2 separate regions of the Mus musculus genome follow, and region 2 is linked to region 1. A link is a contact called in public promoter capture Hi-C data. All regions are on one chromosome and are shown on one strand. The core of a region is the stretch at or near the end of the contact, and the rest is flanking DNA. Distances in the headings are between cores, read along the strand shown.

What was found. Capture Hi-C pulls out chosen DNA fragments and counts their contacts.
Region 2: a promoter capture Hi-C map of liver shows a contact between it and region 1. The contact joins the promoter of Noto here to the promoter of Emx1 in region 1. A contact is called at or near these places in 3 of 39 promoter capture datasets (the 3T3-L1 cell line, embryonic stem cells and neural stem cells), 3 of 15 datasets of contacts at CTCF or cohesin (the NIH/3T3 cell line and embryonic stem cells), 3 of 484 Hi-C or Micro-C datasets (bone marrow-derived macrophages, embryonic stem cells and stem cell-derived neural progenitor cells), 11 of 115 datasets of contacts at active chromatin or transcription factors (craniofacial prominence, embryonic basal ganglia, embryonic forebrain and 5 more) and 5 of 9 other capture datasets (adipose tissue, embryonic stem cells, liver and 2 more).

What each region holds. Positions count from the first base shown.
Region 1 is chr6:85,185,859-85,190,440 of GRCm38.p6, forward strand. Emx1 (empty spiracles homeobox 1) reads left to right here and starts at 2,073. Exons shown (of 3, transcript NM_010131.2): 1 at 2,073-2,505. The coding sequence starts at 2,085.
Region 2 is chr6:85,421,444-85,426,025 of GRCm38.p6, forward strand. Noto (notochord homeobox) reads left to right here and starts at 2,443. Exons shown (of 3, transcript NM_001007472.2): 1 at 2,443-2,911; 2 at 3,955-4,166. The coding sequence starts at 2,548.

The DNA.
Region 1 (4,582 bases), core at 823-3,322:
AGAGGGAAAGATTGATCCTTATGTGGACAGAGGAAGCAGGAGTTGAAAAGGGACGATCTGAGTCAGGTATCGGGTTGGGGGAGTTGGCAAAGCATCATAAGAAGTTGCAGAGATCCGGAGAAGGCAGGGTGAGACAGGGTGAGTAGCGCGAATCTGGTAAAGAGTGGGAAACCCAAGTATCTGGTCCTGGGTCACCCAGGACGGGAAGGGCTGCAAGGTGCGGTCCTCTTTCAGCCCCCTCTCGCCGCCTCCTCCCCATCTCGCCCACGGGGGTCGGAATGGTACAGGCTTGCGGGGGCTTTTCGGAGCAGTGGAGTGGAAAATAGACTTTAACCCGCTTTGTAGCAGCGAGGGCGCCCCGAGCGCTTCTCCAGACCAAGGCTCCGGGCATTTCGGCGGGCCGCTGCAAGACCTGGCCTGGAGTCCCCATAGTTGTAGGGGGTGTAGACCCCACTGCCCTTCGGGGTTCTGGAGGCCCAGCTAGGAGGTAAGCGTTTGGGTTTTGCTGTGGCCAGTTGGACTCACCAGGGCAGCGTCAAAAAAGGAAAATTATCTTCGCCCTCCTCCTCTCCCGCCATATGCGACCAAGGACTGACTGGGTCTGGACCTCCTAACCAAGAGACCCCTTAGGCCACAGTACCCTGGAAGGTTGGGGTAGATAGATTACAGAGTACAGGTTCTAATGGTCAACCGCCTTCTTGCCCTCCGGACTTAGTGCCTGCATTGGAAACTAACTTGAGCAGATTGGGACACTGGCCCGCGGTCGCAGGTCGCAGGTCACACGTCCAAGAAGCTAGGATGCCACTCCCCTCCCCCCAAGGACCACTGGCCTGTCCTCTGGAGAACCACGCGAACAGCAAGGCCAGCTCCAATTTAGAATGCAGTGACCCAAAGACCCCATTTTGGCCTTGTCGTCCAATACTGACGCCCAAGGAAAGGAAATCACTCTGAGCTTAAGCCCCGTGGTCCAGTGGGAGATGGTCGCAGCGCGAGGGAGGGAGGGGGAAGGCTGGCAAAACCGCTGCATTGGAACCCTTGCGAACTGCCGCGGGAGAGCTGCGGAGTGATGGGTTATGTCGCTCCTCCCCGGACAGTGCGAACCTGGCCCCTGAGAAAAGAATGCATATCCTGTTTGAAGCACTGTTCCCCAAATCCATAAAAATGTGAAATTTCAGAAACATAACCGCAGCTTCAGAAAACAGCTCCGGAGGCTGATGGTGGGTGAGGGGAGAGCTCTCTTAGGTTAGGCGAACGTAGACCAGGTTCTCTGGAGAATCTAGGCTGGACCCCAAACACCCATCCTAAGCTTGTATCCAAGTTCTCTAAGAACTGAAACGACATCCCAGGGCGAAGGGAGGGGGTTCAACTGAGGTACGTGCTTGAAGAGGGTTTGGTATATTTCCTCAAGCCCAGGCTTTGTAGATGTCCCCCTCAGAGCAGAGTGTGGCGGAGGCTAAAGGACCAAGTCAGAAAATCAAGATGCAGAGTGGAGGGTAGGAGGAGGACACTAGATCAAGCACCAATGCTCCAGTCCGGCTTTTGCCTCCGACTGGGGACCGTATTCCCCCACCCGCCATCCATCGCCCCGCCCCGCCCCGCCCCCCACCTTGGGGCAGGTGAGCGGTGGCCAATGGGGGAGCGCGGGGCAGGTGCCCGCTAACTCTCTCCTCGCAGAGCTGCAGCCCAGGCCTGGCCCGGCAGAGCTAGAAAGATCACGGGCGGTGGTCGGTCACAGCTTGATTAGTAAGGGAGAGATCCAGGAGGACCGCTGAAGCGGCTCTCAGTAGCACAGGCAGCCCGCGCCCGGGCGTTTGAGAGGAGCTGCCTGCTGGGCCGCGGGGACCACGCTCCAGGCGGTGCGCAGTGGCCCAACTCGGTGTTAGGGCTCTCGCACGCCCCTCGCCGCCCCGCTCCTGGCTGGTCCGCAAGGGCCGAGCGCGGGCGGGTGGGCGGGCGGGGGAGGTGAAGGGTGCGGGCGTGAGTGCATGTGCCAGGCTTGGTGCACACCCCGCACGGCGGCAGCGCCGGGGCACCGAGCGTTCCCCAGAGCCCCGCTACCTCACTCCGCTTCGGCGGCCGCGACGATGTTCCAGCCCGCGGCTAAGCGGGGTTTCACCATAGAGTCCTTGGTGGCCAAGGATGGTGGCACCGGCGGGAGTCCTGGCAGCGGGGGCGCGGGCTCCCATCCACTGGCTGTGGCCGCATCAGAGGAACCGCTCAGGCCCACGGCGCTCAACTATCCTCACCCCAGTGCGGCCGAGACGGCCTTCGTGAGTGGCTTCCCTGCCGCTGCCGCTGCGGGCGCCGGCCGCTCGCTCTATGGAGGGCCGGAGCTGGTGTTCCCAGAGGCCATGAACCACCCGGCTCTGACGGTGCACCCGGCACACCAGCTGGGCTCCTCCTCGCTGCAACCCCCTCACTCTTTCTTCAGCGCCCAGCATCGGGACCCTCTCCACTTCTACCCCTGGGTGCTTCGGAATCGCTTCTTTGGCCACCGCTTCCAGGGTGAGTGTCCATGCCGTGTTCGTGACCCGGGGATGCGGGGGGAGGCTAGGCGCGGCGGCGGGGATGTTCAGAAGTTGTGGGGGGACAAGGCTTAGGGATCAGCCTGGACTGTGCGCAGGCGATTAGCCTGTGGTCTGCTGCGTTGGTCTCCCACCCAAGAAGTGAGGTTGGGACCGCCACGCTTTTCAAGGAATAAAGCCAATTGGAATAGAAGGCCGAGAGCATCCTAGGAGCTTTTTCAGACCCTCCAGTGGCCAACCTTAATCTCCTTTCCGACTAAACCAGTCCCAACCCTGAAATGCTGGCCCTCTGCCCTTCCCGCGCCAGAGCTCTGAGCTGTGACCATACTTCGCTCTTTTGGTCACCACTACTCTTGGCGCGTCGGGGCAGGGGAAAGTCCACCTGCATTCGCTGGCTCTGTGAGAAGCAGGGCAGCGTGGTGCGTTCACTCGGATTTCTTGGGACGTTTCTCAGCAACCTTGGCCAGACTTTTCCCAGTTACATGTGCCCTCTCCGACCCAAAGTGGAAAAGGCTTGCGAAAACAAACCGGCTTTCTTCACCACTGACCTCCTCCAGGAGCCCACCCGGTTGCTAGAGCTCAGGACAGTCCTCTTGAGAGGGGTAGTGGCAGAGGAGGGCTTTTAAGGTCATATCTAGTCTTACCCCACCCCGTCTGCAGCCGCATCTGGTTTGCTAATTAAGACCCCTCCAAAAGCTTTAAACACGCACAAACACACACACACACACACACACACACACACACACACACACACACACACCAGTTATCTGACTTTCCTAAAGAGAGAGAGAGAGAGAGAGAGAGAGAGAGAGAGAGAGAGAGAGAGAGAGAGTTGTGTCCAGTGCAGATAATTTTCTTCCTTGGATGTGCAGTTTTCTTTTCTTTCATTAAAAGAAAATTTTGGCCTTGATTCCTATAGCAATTGCTTAGTTCCCACTTTGATATAGACTTTATTTACAGGTAAATTTAGCGTTTCATAAAACAGCAGCTCCAGGAGCTACACTGACATTGAGCCAGAGCTACGCGGCCAAAGAGAATCTGATATGTGATACAATTATTTATATGATAAAAGGAAAAATGTCTTGAATCTTTAGCTATAGTCGCTTGACTGACTTGGAGAAGGCTATTTAGAGAGGGCCCGATTTATCAATGACCCCCGCTCTTCCCTGGCCACTACATACAGAAATTCCCGTGGATCCAATAGTGTGGTTACTTCGGCGCCTATGTTTGTGGGTATATTTTTCTCCTCAAAAAGTGTGCGCAGGCGGGAGCGGAAAAGCCTAAGGTATTAGCTGCTTTAGGTAACATTTCCCGTCACTTAACACCAATGCTTACTACTAAAATGAGGTTTTATTCTAATTTAGCCAACTACCCGCGTCCCCCCTCCGGGGGAGGGGGGCTCTATCTTCAGCTTCGCGCCCACTGGCGGAATTTTGATTATTCCAGGATGTGAGCCCACGGCTCAAGGGACCTGGAACCCTTGGTGAAGGATCCGGGACCCTGGAAGACAGGGTGCTAAGGGCTCCTAGCCTAGTCCAGTGCCTCAGCACACTCAAGATGCTTCCTGGATGGGGCTTTTTCGGCCCTTAGTCCAGAATCTCGGAATCTCACGTTTTTCTCTCCACCTTTCACACCTCTGGCCCCGCGCGCTGATCCCGCTCGCCCGAGGCTGGATGTGCCTTTTGAGAGAGATCAGCTCTCGGGCTCCGAGCATCCTCAGCCAAGCGAGGCCAGTATATCCTCCGCAAAACCCTCCAGGAAATTTCCGCTGCTCTCTGAGCCATCGGTCCCAGCGGATACGTTGTGGAGTTACACAAACGGTGGGCTTTTTCTCTCCAGAACCGCGTCTCGACGCGGGGAAGGATCTGAGTGTGACCGCGCTTGCGAACTCGGAAGTCCAATGGGTGCTGATCAACCCTTTCCAACTCCGAAGTGCCATGGCCCTGCAGCCTGCAGACCGGCGACGCTGCCTCTTCCAGATTCCACTGGGTCTCCGGGCTAAGAACCCAGCAGTCCCAGGCCCTCCGGCGCCGTGTTTTCTGGAGAACCGGGTCTCC
Region 2 (4,582 bases), core at 1,193-3,692, 240 kb after region 1:
TGAGCGGGGTTCTAGGAGAAGGGAAAACTATAGAGATGCTCAGTAGGGGCTTTTATATGGCGCCCAGCCGAAACTGGACAACGGCTGAGGTAATTTCTACTGACACTGGTTAATTCTCTAGGCCAAGCCAATGGGTGTGTGTGTGTGTGTGTGCACATGCTCTTGGCATGTTCCTGGGCTGACCAGGTAGACAGCCAGGAGCTGTTTATGCACTGCTCATTCAGTTCTGGGTGGTCCACATGTTCAATTCCCTCTTTCCCTATGATTGGCTCCTCTGCTGGCCACTAGACTGAGCTGACCTTGACGGAGTTGTCAGTCTCTGACCTTGGCTAGTGTCTCCCTGACTTGGTGTAGGTTGAACCCTGTACCTTGTCTCTGCTATCACCGTTTACCATGGGCCATTTTCTCTTTGCTGCCTACAGAGAACTAGCTCCTGCCTATTTCCTTTCTTTCTTTTCTCTCTTCCTCACATCCTTCCCTTCTACCTTTCTATCTCTTTTTTTAGGTGTGTGTGTGTGTGTGTGTGTGTGTGTGTGCATGCATAAGTACCTGCATACATTAATGCCATGGTACATGTATGGAGGTCAGAGGACAAACCAGGTTGCCTGTCTTCCCTTCCACCTTGTCTGAAACAGGGTCTCTGTCTCTTTCCCTCTCTGTCTCTCCCTCTGTCTTTCTATCTCTGTCTCTCTCTCTCTCCTAAGCTAGCTAGCCTTGGAGTTCCTGGGGATGTCACCCTCTTTGTTTCCTGTCACCTCATAGGATCTCTGAGGACGGCAGATACTTGCTGACACATCTGATTTTATGAGATTCTGGGAACTTGAACTCAGGCCCTCCACACTTACATGGCAAGCACTTACCCATTGTGCCATTTCCCCAGGCCCTTCTCATTGGTTTTTGGTTTGTTTTTGTTTTTGTTTTGTTTTGTTTTTTGTTTTTTTCCATGCCCTGCTTGTTTTTGTTTTTTAAGACAGAGTCTTAATATACAGACCTGGCTAGCATGGAACCCACGATGTAGACCAGGCTAGTCTCAAACTCAGAGATTCATCTGCTTCTGCCTCCCGAGGGCTGGGATTAAGTGTGATCCACCTTCTGGGTGCCTTGACTCCAATCTAGGCAAGAATAACAAGAACAGCCGGGCGTGATGGCGCACACCTTTAATGCCAGCACTCGGGATGGGAGGCAGAGGCAGGTGGATTTCTGAGTTCGAAGCCAGCCTGGTCTACAAAGTGAGTTCTAGGACAGCCACAGCTATACAGGGAAACCCTGTCTCGAAAAACCAAAAAGAGTAACAAGAACGTTTGACCTCTGAACCATCTCTCCAGGCCTCTGTTTGAGTTTTTGAGACAATGTCTATTGTAGCCCAGGCTGGCCTCAAATTCACTGTATGACTGAGGATGACTTTGCCTTCCTGGTCCTGTGGTCCCCCACTTCCAAGTGCCAGGATCACTGGAGAGTGTCATCACAACCCCTTGTTTATTTTGCTTTGTAAAGCAGGTGTGGCCTTGGACTGTAGATCTTCCTCCTTCAGCAATCCCTGGGCCAGCAGGAAGGACCTTTCTAACAAGACCCTGTGTTGAGGGCAAGGGTATTCAGAAAAGACCTCAGAGGACGTGGTAACAGCAGCAGCTTCAGGAGTCTAGGAGACTCACTTTTCACTACGATACGATGTTTACACACTTTAAAATTCCAGTCCTTAAGTAGATCTACTCAGGGCTTCTGCTCTAAGAGGGGTCTCCCAGGAACTCAGCGTAGAGAGTGTACTTAGCAGGTGTCCCAGCTGCAGTGAGGAAGTGCACAAATTTAATTGGGAAGAGGGTGAAGATTAAGAAAATCAGGACAGCAGGCACTGCCCCACCCTTCTGAGATCATTGTTCCCCACACCAGCAGGGGAGACTGGCATCACAGATGTCATGAGCAGGCAAAGGACCTTCATCTAGGATCATCAGAGAGCCACTTCGAAGCCAAGCACAGTAGCACGTATCTGCAATCCTAGTACTTGGGAGGCTGAGGCAGGCTTGCCATGATTTTGCCATGAGCTGTGACTTGGAGGACAGCCTGGAAGGCAGAATGAAGAAGGAACAGAGGAGGAGTGGGTGGTTTGGCAGAACATGCCTTTAATCACAGCAATCACAAGGCAGAAACAGGTGGATATCTGTGAGTTCAAGGCCAAGGCTGGTCTACAAGGTCCAGGATAGCCAGAGTTACAGAGTAAGACCTTCTCAAACAAAAGAGGGAGAAGGAGGGCACCACAGTGAGCTGTAGTAAATTCAAAGTACTTTCCCCAAAGCACTGGAGTGGAGGAGACCCCCTTCTCCGCCTCCCACCCCTGTCCTGGTGGGATGCAACCTGCCTGGCCTCAATCAGCGATGATTAAGTCAGGCCTTCGCCCCGCCTCCTCCCACCCGCTAAGTTTAAGAGTCCTTGCAAACAGCTGGCCCTAGGGATCCTGATTCACAAGTCTCCCGTTCCTTTAGTAAGGTGACCACCTCTCTCTCTCCCATTGAGCTCCTTGCACAGCCTGGGAGGTCCCCTCAGGGTCGCGCAATGTCCAGCCCTGCTCCCTCAGGCACTCAGGTCCAGCCCGGGAGCCTGCGCCCCTGTCCGGGAGCTGTTTCCCCAGTTGTCCCGCGCCGACTAGCTCGGGGACGCCTGGAGTCATCCTTCTCTGTCGAGGCCATCCTGGCGAGACCCAAGACCCGAGAGCTGGCGGCCACCTCTCTGCCGCTCTCTACCTGCACCAGTCTGAACCTCCTCGGTGCGGTGTCGCAGTACGGGGTCCTGCCCTGGGTGTGCTCCACAGGGTCTTGGCTGCCTGCCTACCTGAGCGTGGGCGTCTACCCGCTGTGCTCCATGTCCTGCGTGCCCGGACTGAATGTCACTCACCACCAGCAGGGCCTCAGGCTCACAGGTATCAGTATGGAAGCGGTGGCAGATAGCATCAAGAGGGAACTTCTGGAGTTAGCCCAGGGTGATGGTGTATGCCTGTAATCACTGCTGTGAGTTCATGGTTGTACTAATCCTGTCAAATCCAGAAGACAGCTTTTCACATCGTTCCTTCACATCCCCCTGACTTTTCCATACTTCTGTGTGTGTGTTTTCAACTTGTATTCATATGTGTGCAGGTGAGTGCACATGGATGTGGATATCAGTGGTCAACATCAGCTGTCTTCAATACTTTTCAGCTTCCCGAGAGCTATTTACACTTAAGTACAAGAGGCTGTAAGCTATTGGACATGGGCTCCAAAACCAGGAGCAGCAGCAGAAGAAGAATTTCTCTTAATTGCCAATCTGTCTCTTTAGCCCTTTTCCATCTTAGTTTTGAGATAGGGCCTCTCACCTAACCTGGAGTTTTCTAATTGTCTAGCCTGGCTGGCCAAACATCTCCCCAATGATCCTCCTGTCTCTACTTCCTCAAAGCCTTTATTTATTTATTTATTTATTTATTCGTTTATTTAACGTATGAGTACACTGTTGCTCTCTTCAGACACACACCAGAAGAGGGCATCGGATCCCATTACAGATTGTGAGCCACCATGTGGTTGCTGGGAATTGAACTCAGGGCCTCTGAAAGAGCAGTCAATGCTGTTAACCTCTGAGCCATCACCCGTCAAAGCCTTTTTAAAAAACAAACAAACAAACAAACAAACACAAACTTAGTGCTAGGGATCAGAACAAACATGTCCCTCCCTTCAGCTGACTCCTGAGTGTCACCTATAGTCATGGTTTAAAATACCATCTCTAAGCTGGCTGCTAAGATTTATATTCCTCGATCTTGTACCATTTTCTGGCTGAGTCGTCTCCCTAGCTTTTATGGGGTTATTTCTACACAGCCTCTACCACTCTCTCCTAGATCACAGGCCAAGGAGAAGGAAGGGCCTGGAGTTTTCTTTCTCTCCTACCATGTGTGGGCAGGTGGTTGCTGGCTGAAGTCTGCTCTTGGTTTCTCTTTAGGATCAGAGCTACCTTACTGTCTAGGCCCTCTGAAATGGGCACCCACCGTGGACCTTCGGGACCACGGGACCGAGAGACACACAAAGAGGGTTCGCACAACGTTTAACTTGCAGCAGCTGCAAGAGTTGGAGAAGGTGTTTGCAAAGCAGCACAACCTGGTGGGGAAGGAGAGAGCCCAGCTGGCTGCCAGGCTGCACCTGACGGAGAATCAGGTGAGAGCAGGGACGAGGCTCAGGCTGTGTAGGGGGCATCTGATACCCTTGTAGTAAGGGATGGGAAGATGATATGACCTTTTTCCTCTGAGCTAGGATGATGAGGAGAGAGCCCCCCCTTTTTAAAAACACATTCCCTATGTAATATTCCTATCGGGAGTCACATTATAAACATAACCAAAGGTTCCTCTAGTGCTTCCTCCTTTTTATGTGTGTGGGTTGCATATGTGCATATATGTTTTTGCATGTGTGTAGGCACACACATGTGTGTAAGTATGTGTGTATGTGTGGGGCCTGAGGTTGATATCAATAATCATTTTTTGGTAGTGAAAGAGATGGCTCAGCTGTTAATAACACTGGTGGGTCTTCCAAGGGACCCAGGTTCAATTTCCAGCACCCACATGTTAGCTCACAAC